Linked DNA regions of Zea mays: regions 1 and 3 are each linked to region 2. The links are chromatin contacts, called in public Hi-C maps. All regions are on one chromosome and are shown on one strand. Each heading gives the region's core, a stretch centred on a gene start, on an enhancer-like site or on the middle of the called end of the contact. The rest is flanking DNA. Distances are from core to core; before and after follow the strand shown.

The links. Hi-C and Micro-C count contacts between places; a contact is called where the count stands out from the background.
Region 1: a contact with region 2 is called in a Hi-C map of ear, with 2.2 times the contacts expected there. The contact joins the promoter of LOC100280776 here to the promoter of LOC100382828 in region 2. A contact is called at or near these places in 7 of 25 Hi-C or Micro-C datasets (ear, endosperm, leaf and 2 more).
Region 3: a Hi-C map of ear shows a contact between it and region 2, with 2.5 times the contacts expected there. The contact joins the promoter of LOC100193562 here to the promoter of LOC100382828 in region 2. A contact is called at or near these places in 3 of 25 Hi-C or Micro-C datasets (ear, leaf and tassel).

The regions. Positions count from the first base shown.
Region 1 is chr8:95,678,436-95,682,390 of Zm-B73-REFERENCE-NAM-5.0, forward strand. LOC100280776 (subtilisin-chymotrypsin inhibitor CI-1C) reads right to left here and starts at 1,952. Exons shown (of 1, transcript NM_001153698.3): 1 at 1,521-1,952. The coding sequence starts at 1,898. The coding sequence ends at 1,686. It overlaps LOC103637104 (lysophospholipid acyltransferase LPEAT1), which reads right to left. Exons shown (of 9, transcript NM_001411375.1): 9 at 3,915-3,955.
Region 2 is chr8:95,430,223-95,434,134 of Zm-B73-REFERENCE-NAM-5.0, forward strand. LOC100382828 reads left to right here and starts at 2,559. Exons shown (of 11, transcript NM_001361684.1): 1 at 2,559-2,799; 2 at 3,190-3,356; 3 at 3,811-3,912. The coding sequence starts at 3,209.
Region 3 is chr8:95,240,671-95,244,320 of Zm-B73-REFERENCE-NAM-5.0, forward strand. LOC100193562 (putative protein kinase superfamily protein) reads right to left here and starts at 1,319. Exons shown (of 5, transcript NM_001138671.3): 1 at 615-1,319. The coding sequence starts at 1,097.

The DNA of each region.
Region 1 (3,955 bases), core at 702-3,201, 250 kb after region 2:
GGGTAAGTGGCCTACTTGGAGAGGATGTTCTTGAGGGTGGCCACCTTGGTGTGGCTCTTGAAGGGCGTGCGGCCGTAGACGAGCTCGTAGAGGAAGACGTCGAAGGCCCACCGGTCCACGCCGTTGTCGTAGCCGCTCCCGCTCACGAGCTCCGACGCGAGGTACTCGTACGTGCCCACACAGTCCTTGGAGCTCGCCGCCATCGGCTCGACCATGAACTCGAACCGCTCCTTGCCGTCGATCTCCTGCTCCTCTTCACCGCCGCCATTGCTGGGGCCAGAGAAGCACGACGGGAGGAGGGCGATCCTCCTGCGGCGGCTGGGCGGCGGGCGTTGCGGGCGTGCGGAGCGGCTGGCTGGCGGGCGGGCGGGCGGGCGGTTCGCGCGGCGAGATTCGCGGCGGGCGTGCAGAGCGGTAGCGGCGGGCGTGGATATTCGCGGCGGGGTTAGGCAGGCGGACGTAGGGAGGCGGCGGCGGGATGGAGAGTCTGCACACCAAGATTTCTGGAGGCAGAACACGCGCATGTGGACGCCTACACTGAGTACTTAATTAGTTGTAAAGATTTTATGAACATATGATCCTTAGCAAACAAGTTTCAATTTATAAATGTTTCATATTTGTTTTGGTTGTGTTGGCATCAATCACCAAAAAGGTGGAGATTGAAAGAAAAATGTGATTTAAATCATTTCTATATTGGTTTTGGTGTTGGATGACCATATAAGGGGATGAGGTATTTTATGTCGCTTTGACAGTTAATACGTGTATGTGTAGTGTGGTATTGGAATTCAACGTGGATTTATAAACCAACAAATTACTAGTTAGAGCAACTCCAAAAGAACGTATAAACTAACCCTAAAATAGATATTAGTCAAGAATAGTGGTTTTTCTTATTCCAACAGCTCACTCATTCTTCCCCCAAAAAATTAGCGTCCCGCATCCACAGCCTCTTCTCCCTCATATTTTGGTGTGTTCTATCCCTCCCCAATCCATTCCTCAACGTATCAGATCATCCACGGTCTCCCGACGACTGTACAGATTGTGCCACATGTCACATTTAAAGAAACTGTTTGAGTACCCATCATAATTCACTCTTAAATTTTTTTAGATTGCTCTTAATAATCAATTTTTAGGGTAAAATTTTTAACATCCTTTTGGAGTTACTCTTATGGCTACTTTGGGAACCTCAAATCCCCTTCGAAATTGGAGGGGATTGGGGTGGAAATGAACTAATTTCCTCTCCAATCTCGAAGGGGATTTGAGTTTCCAAACTAGCCCTAAGATAAATTGGTCCTGCGGAAGCAACGGCGACACCCGAGGCTCGAGCCCTCTATGGCTCCTGCATCCTGAGTCTATGAAGCTCTACTAAAACATCCTCTAAAATTTAAAATATACATGATATAATGTAGAAGAGACTCATATACTATAGCGGTTTAATTTGATGATCCCTCCTAGTTTTTTTCCTTGGCTCCGCCCTTGCTTACTCAAAAGAATTTCAAGAGAATTTATTCGGATAGAAGTACTCCCAAATATATACGGGTTATATATAACTCGGCCGTTTTTGAATAATATGGTCGTAAAGCTGCATCTTGAAAGTTAAAATACGAGTGCATAATACTGTATATAACACCGCATACAACTAAGATGAGCTTCGACTGGATAGAACTGAAGTAACGACACTATTTGCCCTAGCCGATCTTGGGGACTTGTGCCACGTTGCCGGCCTTGTCGAAGAAGACGCGGACGCGCTTGGTGTTGAAGTCATCGGTCACGGCGGAGTCGACAGGCACAAGGATCACCTGGATGTCCGGGCGGTCCTCCTGGATCTTGCGCTTCGCCACCTCAGCAGGCATCCCCTCCACCTCCGGCCACGATGTCTTAGTGCTATGGCTATGGCTCATTTTCACTCACGGACTGCGTCCAATGGATAGCTAGCTGATGGATCGATCCTCTTTGGTTTTGCGCATGGATAGCTTGCTATATATATAGATGGGAACCAGAAGAGACCAGGCATCGTTCACATGGGATGCGGGATGCCTTTGCGTCATTTGGCTTCGAATTCAAGCTGACATTTGGTGCAAGCAAACCAAACCACACCCTTGGCATCTCTCGCTTCGCTTCTTCTTTTTTTTTTCTGGGTTCTGCGCCTTGTGGGTGTCGGATGCGGCCGGCTTGGAACGAGTCCGTCTCCGTGGCCTGCGTGTTCTGTCCTAGTTCCACGGCCGGCATTGCAATTTCGGCGCCGATGCAAACGACGAATTCCGCAGCGTTTTAAATACCATGTTAAATACCATGGTATAGCTAAAATCCCAATATTTTTAGAGTCTTGGATACTATGGTCTAGACCATAGTTTTTGCCGGGCGCGTGCCCTTCACGCCTCACTCTCGCCATCTCACGTCTTCTTTTTCCCACTCCTGGACACACACCACTTTTCCCGTTTCTCTTTGCATCTCCATCCTCTCCGCCGCTACCACTTCCGTCGTCGTTGCCGATGTTGACGACGCCCGCCCATGAGCTCAAAAATCGGAACAGCAAAGTCAGGGATGGTCGCTCATTCCAAACAAAATATATATCCTGGGCTCCGATGAAATGCCCTAGCAGTGGCGAGGTCGGGGGAGAGGTGTTAGAGGGTTTTTAGCGGCCGCAGGGTGGTCTGCGCAAGTCACCCGTAGGGGCGAGGGGTGTTTGGTTTCATGACCTAGAGTTTAGTTTATGTCGTATCATATGTTTGAATGCATTTGCAAATATTAAATATACTTTAATTATTATAAAACTAAATACAGTATAAGACTAAATAGTGAGATAAACTTATTAAACCTAATTAATTCATGATTAGCATCATAACATCAATAATCGAATTATGGACTAATTAGGTTTAATAGGCTCATCTTATCATTTAATCATTATTTATGTAATTAAATTACATTTAATACTTGTAACTAGTAACATCTAAATATTCGATGTGGCAGGGACTAAAATTTAATAAGAAGAACAAGCAGCCTTCTTAATCATGTCCTCCAACTGAGAAAGGTCTTTCTCTTCTTTGGCCAGTGCCATAAAGTGCATTTTTCTTGTATGTGTTTTGAGTTATCTAGAAAAAAAACAATCTATATAGATTCTTGATTTATATCCAGAGCTCTATCGCTGCCCATGGCATTGCACGCCGTACTTCTCTTGGGGGGGAAAGGGATTAATAAATACTCCCACCATCCCAATTTATAATCATTTAACTTTTTATTAAGTTTAACTCACTCGTCTTATCCAAATTTTGAAATAAAAAAATCAAAGTTATACTTAAAGTATATTGTATACTTAACAATATCATGGAAAAATGAATAATAACTATGGATTATTTTAATAAAACGAGACGGTCAAATTTGATGTAAAAATCAAATAAATTATAAATTCAAATGGATGGAGTACATAGATACACCAGTTTCAATTAGTTCAGGCTTGGTTCCTATTTGCCATGCACTATAACTTATTAACTAATGCTGACTTTAGTGTAACTTCTAATCTCAGTATCCAGCCTGATGTGTACGGTATGTCGGTATTGAGATTAGCTTTTGTAACACATCTGTAGAGCCAATTTTGTTAGCTTTAGTGCTTGTTTAATTTGAATATTCCAGGCTTCATTTTAAGTACTCAGAAAGCAATATTTTGCATATTTTACTCAAAAAAACATGTACTGCTGCTTACAAATCCGTTTCTCTAATAAAAACTAAATAGCATTATGAAATCACATATGGTAAAAAAGTGAAAGGCTGTTGAAATTTGAAGCGCGTAGACATGGTTCAGTTTCCTTCAGTGTAGACGGAACCAAACCAAATATCGATTCCAGCTAGAGGTAGCAATGGATCAAAGATCCAAATGTTATTCGTTTGAGCTCTCAGTTAATTTTAGTTCAAAAATAAATAGAAATAAAGCTTGATCCTTCAATTTTATTTTATATTGTAA
Region 2 (3,912 bases), core at 1,309-3,808:
TTGGTGTGCAGTTGGGGCACACCCTAGCTTTAGGTAGGTCCTCTTGGTGATAGCGTGAGTGTACCCTATGTATTCCACCCCTATCATCCAGGTTGTTGTGTAGCTGCTATAACCAATTCCCTATAAAGCCCCCTTCCTCATCTGGCTTACTAGCACTCTAGCGCCTAAAAGCGACTCTTATAGCTTGGTGATCGAAGTAAGCATAGACCCCTAAATAAAGCTTTACCTATGTCAGAGCAACACTTTAATCTAACTTAGTCTGTTTGGCTCGACTTAGTTTAGAAAGTGCTAATCCTCAATGTAGCCATCGTCTCGTTGTCCTTCTAGCTAGCCGTTGATTTCACCATTAGTGGTGCCTAGTGTTTTTATCACATGGATTGATTATTGTACCCTAGCATTTAATTAGAATGAAAGAGTTAGTAGTAGCTAGATCGATGATGAATCGATTTTCTTTCTTGATGCTTCCTCATGGATAATATGGTACCTTGGAATACTCCCTAGGGAAAGCTACAAGGGTCTATGTGCACTTATGGAGTAAAATATGTTAGGTTAAAAGTCGCTAGCAGGGCAGTAAGCCCTAAAGAACTCTACTGTCTAGGAGGATCCAGTGCTTCGAGACATCCCTAGCTAAAATAATCGAAGTCCCAAGGCACTAATGGAGTTAGGTGCCTAGAGCCTCTGTCGTTGGAGACACTCAACGACACTTAGAGCTCATACCCTCTCATGCCCCCTAGGTCCCTAAGGTCCCTGCCCTCATGTAACGCGAGCAGTCAGGCCCTAAACCTCCCATGGGAATAAGGGACTTGTTACAACTAATTGTAAACCTGTCACAAGATAGAAGGATGTATCAAGTCCCAACAAGGGCTATACGACCCTAAGGTCGGTCAAAAGGTCTGATGACAAGTCCACAGTGCTATCTTATCAGATAAATCTTAGGTACAACACATAAAATGTATGATATGTGATATTATAGGTCTAATAGGCATGATTGCCACGACTTGGGATACATGGTACTTGAGACCACTATTCAGTAGATGCATCAATCATATAGCCACGTGTCATCATGGCATTGTACTGAGTGCATAACACTACCCAAGTTGCCAGCTACATCGTAGTAAATAACATGTGCCTCAGTTAGACCTATGCATAAAAACTGAAACCGAAGACTGAAAAACGAAAACGTAACCGAAAAGCGGAACCAAAACCGAAAAACCGGAAACGGCCAAACCGAAGTATTCTTCGGTTACCATTCTTCAAAAACCGAAATTTAGTTCGGTTTTCGGTTTTTAGTTTGGTTTAAACCGAAAAAACTAAACCATTAGCCCACTAGTTTAAAATCCCATTTTGACCCATGTGTGCACCTTCATCCAGTCGATGGGCTGGTCACACGGTCATGGGGCATGTAACCTTCTCAATCCCACTTCCCACTAGCTGCTAGACGCTCACACCGCTAGGAGCCGGGTTACCGGGTCAATCCCATCATGGCCTCACGCTCGTTGCTCACGGTCCCACCTTGTCACGTGAAGTTCGATTTTTGGTTAAACCAAAAACCGAACCGAACCATATGGCTAACCAAAGGTTCGATTTTTTCCTTTTCTAAACAAAAATTTAGTTGCCATTATCTAGAAATCGAACTTTAAAAAACAAAAAACTGAGCAAAAAAGTTTCGATTAACTGATTGCCCAGTCCTAGCCTTAGTCCCCACTCCCCACAAATACGACATATCATACATGTCCCTACGACAAGTATGGTGACCGATTGGTGAAGGACATCCGTGATACCGCCACGACCGAAGGCATGGCTCATGGTACGACTCTAGGAACAGGATAAGAATATGATAGTTAGGTCTTATCAGATGGGATTCTAGATTTATCTTTGTAATATCTCTCGTCTCCTGTACTATAAAAGGGAGACGAGGTTCCAGACTCTCTAAAGTTTAGAGAATGGTATGCTCTCTAGGTCACTCTACAATGGACAAACATAAAGGTGAATTAATATCAATAGATTAGAACTCACACAACAACTAAGAAGTAAGGACGAGCTAGGAGTTCTTGATGATTAGTGGTGCATGGGCTTGTAATTTTCTTGTTTATTAATCGATGAGTAGCAAAAGATCGGATAGTATTGCACACAACGACCCAAACCTAAGTGTCCTCATGCTGACACCTAGTCACGTCTAGATTTAACACACCGCGACTTACATCCCACACTCCTAAAACTTTCTCTCTTCGATATTTTACGTACTTTGATATAATATTTATGATATAAAAAATAAACTATAAAATATATTATCTCTATTTTAGTTCATGTGTTTGGTAATATAGGAACTAAAAGAGATTAAAAAATAGAACTAAAAATTAGATTATAAAAATTAAACATCCCCTTAAGGGCTTGTTCGGTTATTTTTAATCTGTATGGATTAGAGCGGATTGATACGGATTAAGAGAAATTTTAATTTGTTAGAGATTGAAACTCCTTCAATTCACCTCAATTCATATGGATTGGGTAGAACCGAAAGCCCTTCGTTAAGAATGATTGAGATAACTCTGATAGGGGCCGTGAGGTAATCCCGCAGTGCAGGTGAGCGACCGGCGCCTAGCGTTCTGTGGCCGCCGCCCTTCTGCCGTCCGACCGGACCAGGTCGCCGACGTCGCCCCTATCCCGCACGCGTCATCGCAGCGCCTCCGAGTCTCCGCCAAGATCTGCCTCGGCCACGGCGCGGCGCCGCTGGAGCTGCAGCCGTCCAGCCGACTGCCTTCCGCCGACCACCGACCACCGACCACTGGCCGAGCCGCCGCAGTGAGCCTCCTCTGACGTTCTTCCTGCTCTCCTATCTCCAATCTCGTTCTGCAGACAGTGATTGTATTTTTGTTCATGTGCTGAAATTGCGAAATAGAAATATTGATGCACAACTGCAAATACAAAGTAGATTAGGATCAGTAAATTGGAATGTGGTTGAATTTTGTTCATGTGCTAGTGTTGATCGACAACAGTAGAATTCAGACTTGGTCCAATATATTACTGAAATAGAGTTTTTTCATGTGCTAGAGTTGATTTGAAGTAGATGAATATTAAATACACAATGCTTTCATGTCCGTTAGAACCATAGGCCACACAATAAGTATATTTTTCATGGAAAGGAAGTTGCATTCTTGATGTTTGATTCCAGATCTGTGCTGTTCTATACAGGCTAGCTGCGCTTTGAAGCATGGGTCGTTTTGAACAAGTTACTCCAGAAGGCCCTGAAACTAATCAGCATGATGAGCAGCGCTCCATACGTTTACATGCATTTTCTGATCTATCACACGTCCCTGCAGCCACTTTTATTTATCTCTTAAAGGACTGCTATGGATATGGTACGCCTACAAATAAATTGCATGTTTCTCTATTTATATTGCTTCATCTATTGAAATCTACTCTGCTGCTGATCTTGTTTCACTGTGAAGTTGAATTCTCACAGCATATCTTCTAAAAGAGCTGCTGAAAGGAGACAATCATTACATTTGTATATTGTTAACTACTGGCTTTTCTTATCAGTTCCTATGGAATCTGTAATTGGAGGGACAGAGTAAAATTTTTAATAATCACAATATGTTTTTTTATCACTATCACAAAATTTTATCAAAATTTGACTGATGTAGTAATGCTTACAAATAAATTACTGTTTATTTAAAAACAAAATGTTCTCTGAAATTTATATATTTTTAAATGCAGTATTGCTATAACCCTTAATTATCTTCTTTATAGCTTTTATAATGCTTGGTTATGCTGACATCTGAGGTTCTGATCTTTTGTTAACTTTTAACTCAGGTACGAACAAAGCAACCTCAAAGTTTAAGATCCTCATGCAGCTGGTAAAAGTGGCATTGCATAATGGTCCACAGCCAGGCCCGTTCACATATGTTGTCCAGT
Region 3 (3,650 bases), core at 69-2,568, 190 kb before region 2:
ACCCATTCCACTCCAAATCTGTTTAAATTTGACCAAAATCTTGCTAATGAAAATGGTCACATTACCCTCAACTCATGCAAGAAGACTACAAAGTTATCCATGGACAACTAATAAGAACTAAGTGATTCACATACATGTGCTTACCAACCGTTACGATTACTACAACTAAATAAACACCACAACAAGCCAATAATCACAATCTCACAATCGAGAATCTCAAATAATCCAGCCGAAGTTTAAACATAAACCTCACCTCCACAGGAGGAATTTTGTGGGGACCAAATTTTACAGTTAGTAAACAGTAGAGAACTTCGCACTTACCACAAGTTACTCTGTTACTGGTCCATGTTTAGAAAGAGGATATGATCTTTAAGTGAACAACCACGGGAACCCCCAACGCACAGTGACCCATTTGCACTAACGATAATCACTGATGTGGACGGCAGAGCTTCACCAAACCCAAACCGCAATGGCCAGATCCAGTAGTTACCAACCGTGAGAACACGGTACAGGACGCGGTGAATTCTGTCCCAGCCCCAAAGCCAGCACGTGGAAACACCCGCATTCGGCGCTGAGTAGCAACGATCCAAACGCACAAAAATAATTGTTTTTACCTCCATCTCAAACTCATCTTCTCCCTGTTTCCCTGGGCGGTCCATGAGCTTGACCGCGACCTTCCTCCCGTCGGGGAGCACCCCGCGGTACACGGTCCCGAAGCTGCCCTGCCCAACCATGTGCGCCCGGTCAAACCCACCCGTGGCCGCGTGAAGCTGCCGGTAGCTGAACACCTGCACGCCCCTCTCCCCAGCAGCCACCACCGACATCGCCGCCGCTCCGACACCATCTCTGGTGGAGTTACTGGACGGGTTGTCCGTCCCCTGCTGCTGCGGCGGCAGGGCCCGGGGAGGAAGCGTATGATGGGAGCTGGAACGCTTGGGGATATGGAACGCCTGGAGGCGACGGGAGACCTTGCGAGTAATGTAGCAGTAGTAGGCGAAGGCAGCGATGACGGAAAGGAGCGAGAGCGCGGCGAGGAAGACGATGACCAGCAGGGCCACCGACTCCTCGCGCTTGTACTCGTCGTCGCCGTCCGTCATTGGGTCGCTGGAACCCTAGTTCAAGGGGTTGCCGGGTTCGGAGAGGAGAGATCAAGCGAGTGATTTGGACGAAGACGGCGAGGGTTTTCGTGGGGTTTGGGAGTGGAATTGGTGTCTCACCTTCCTCTGCGCGGAACCCGAGGTAGGGGACAGGGCACCCAGCAGTGGGAGTCGGATTATTTGCAGTCGGTGGAGAGGGGTGTTTGGTTCTAGACAGGCTTTGTTTGTTTCCGTCGCTAAAGTCACAGTATTTTATTTCTAAAATGCACCGTGTTTGGTTTAGGGTTTAGTGTTCGTACGTTTGAGTGTTGAATGCAATTAACTTAGCGACTAAAATTAGTTAAGAAATTCAAACATCCTACCCTACCTAATAGTTTAACTATTAGTTATTTTATAATTAATTAATAGTTAGGCATCTATTTATTAGCTAGCTAATTTCACTAACAATTTCTATCCAACTAATTATTAGTTTTAGTACATTTAAACACTCTATTAATACTTTAGTTTCACAAAAGATACTAAACTACTATGCTAAAACTAGTCCCAGTGATATTTCTCTCTTTTTCTCTCTTTCCTCATTGAATACCCTGCTCTCTCTCCCCCCACAAGCGACCGTATGCTCCTCGTTAGCTACTTCTTGTTTAAAAGAGATATTTTCTTCGTTCTAAATTATTAGTCATTTTAGTTTTTGATTTTTATGTCTATTTTCAAATATATGATAACGAATCTAGACACATATATAAAAAAATATCTTAATTTGTGTATGAATCAACTAAAAATGTAAAACCTATTTTATTTTGGGATGGATGGAGTATTAATTAAGGGTAATATGGTAAAGTTTAACACTTGTATCAAACAACCCTCAAGTGCTGAAGTTTAGCAAGGCATGTTTTTCCCCTTGCTAAAGTTTAGCATCACACCTTTTGCTAAAGTTTAGCTCCTAGGGAACCAAATAGATTGGCTAAAAGTATTATGCTAAAGTTTAGCATCTATTAGCACTTTAGCTAAATTGTGCAAAAAGTGGTCTCAACCCCATTTTTCTCTTCTTTCCATCTCCCCCACCAAATGCCCCTTCTCTCTCCTCCCCACCCGTCGTCTATTGTATTGCTACTAGTTTAGGCATTAATTAAGAATAATATGCTAAAGTTTAGTACTTGTATTCAAACAACTCCCAAGTGCAAAAGTTTAGCACGTGCTAAACTTTAGCACTATAAAAACAAAACTGGTTTTAGACACTAAAGTTTAGTCAGTATCACATCGGATGTTTGAATGCCTATTAACTGTATTAAATACAGTCTAATTATAAAACTAATAACGCAGCTAAAGACTAGAAATAGAGACAAAAAATTTTAAACCTAATTAATCCACAATTAGCAAATATTTACTGTAGCATCACGTAATCAAATCATTGACTAATTAGACTTAAAAGATTCGTCTTACTGTGTATTCTTTATCTGTATAATTAATTTTATAATTAGACTATATTTAATACCTCTAACTAGTTGTCAAACATCAGATGTGACGGGGCTACCAAACATTGGCTAAAAATAGCTAGTGGAAATAGCTAGCTAACTATTAGCTAATTTGCTAAAAGTAGATAATAGCTGAACTATTAGCTAGATGTTTTGGATACCTTCAACTAATTTTAACATCTAACTATTAGTTCTACAGTGCATTCAAACAGAGAAATTTGCTATTTTGCCACTCTCAATTTTGGCTGCCTGTTATTATGCCATCCTGTGTCTATGACTGGTGGGGCCGTCTGTGTCTATGATTTGTGGGTCCGATGGCATACTGGCCAAGCCCACAAATGATAATGGCAAAATTGCCAATGGCTCATTCAAACACCACCTAAAGTTTAGCTCGTGTCACATCGGATATTTGAATGTCTATTACTAGTATTAAATCTAGTCTAATTACAAAATTAATTACACAACTAAAGACTAAACAATGGATAAAATTTTTAAGCCTAATTAATCCACGATTAGCAAATATTAATTGTACATCTAATGATCGAATCATTGACTAATTAGACATAAAAGACTCATCTTACTATTTACTCCTTATCGATGTAATTAGTTTTATAATTAAATTATATTTAATACATCTAACTAGTAGTAAAATTGTTGATGTGATGGGACTAAAATTTAGCCCCGCGAAACCAAAGACCCCCGAAATCAGGGGGCATCGTAATATGCCATCTGCTCTGTACATAGTGTAACACCCTGAATTTAGGGGTATAAATTTTCTTCTCCAATATGTAACGCCCTGAATTTGGGGGCATAAATTTTCTTCTCCAATATTCCCCAAATTCAGGCGTTACTCTCTTTTTCTCTTCCTGTTTCGCTCCTTCCTCCTATTTTCAAAGCAATATAGAGACTGATGTATGTATCGCGTGTAACCAAAACCTAAGTTGATATTGTTGCTGCATCATGCCGGAGCATATTTATTTTGCCCGATGATGTGCCTAGGCAAGCGTTCGTCTAGTTTTGGTGTTCGTTTCGCGGGTTGATCTTGATTAGAAGCAGACGAGATCGAGTAGAGGGAAGTCCA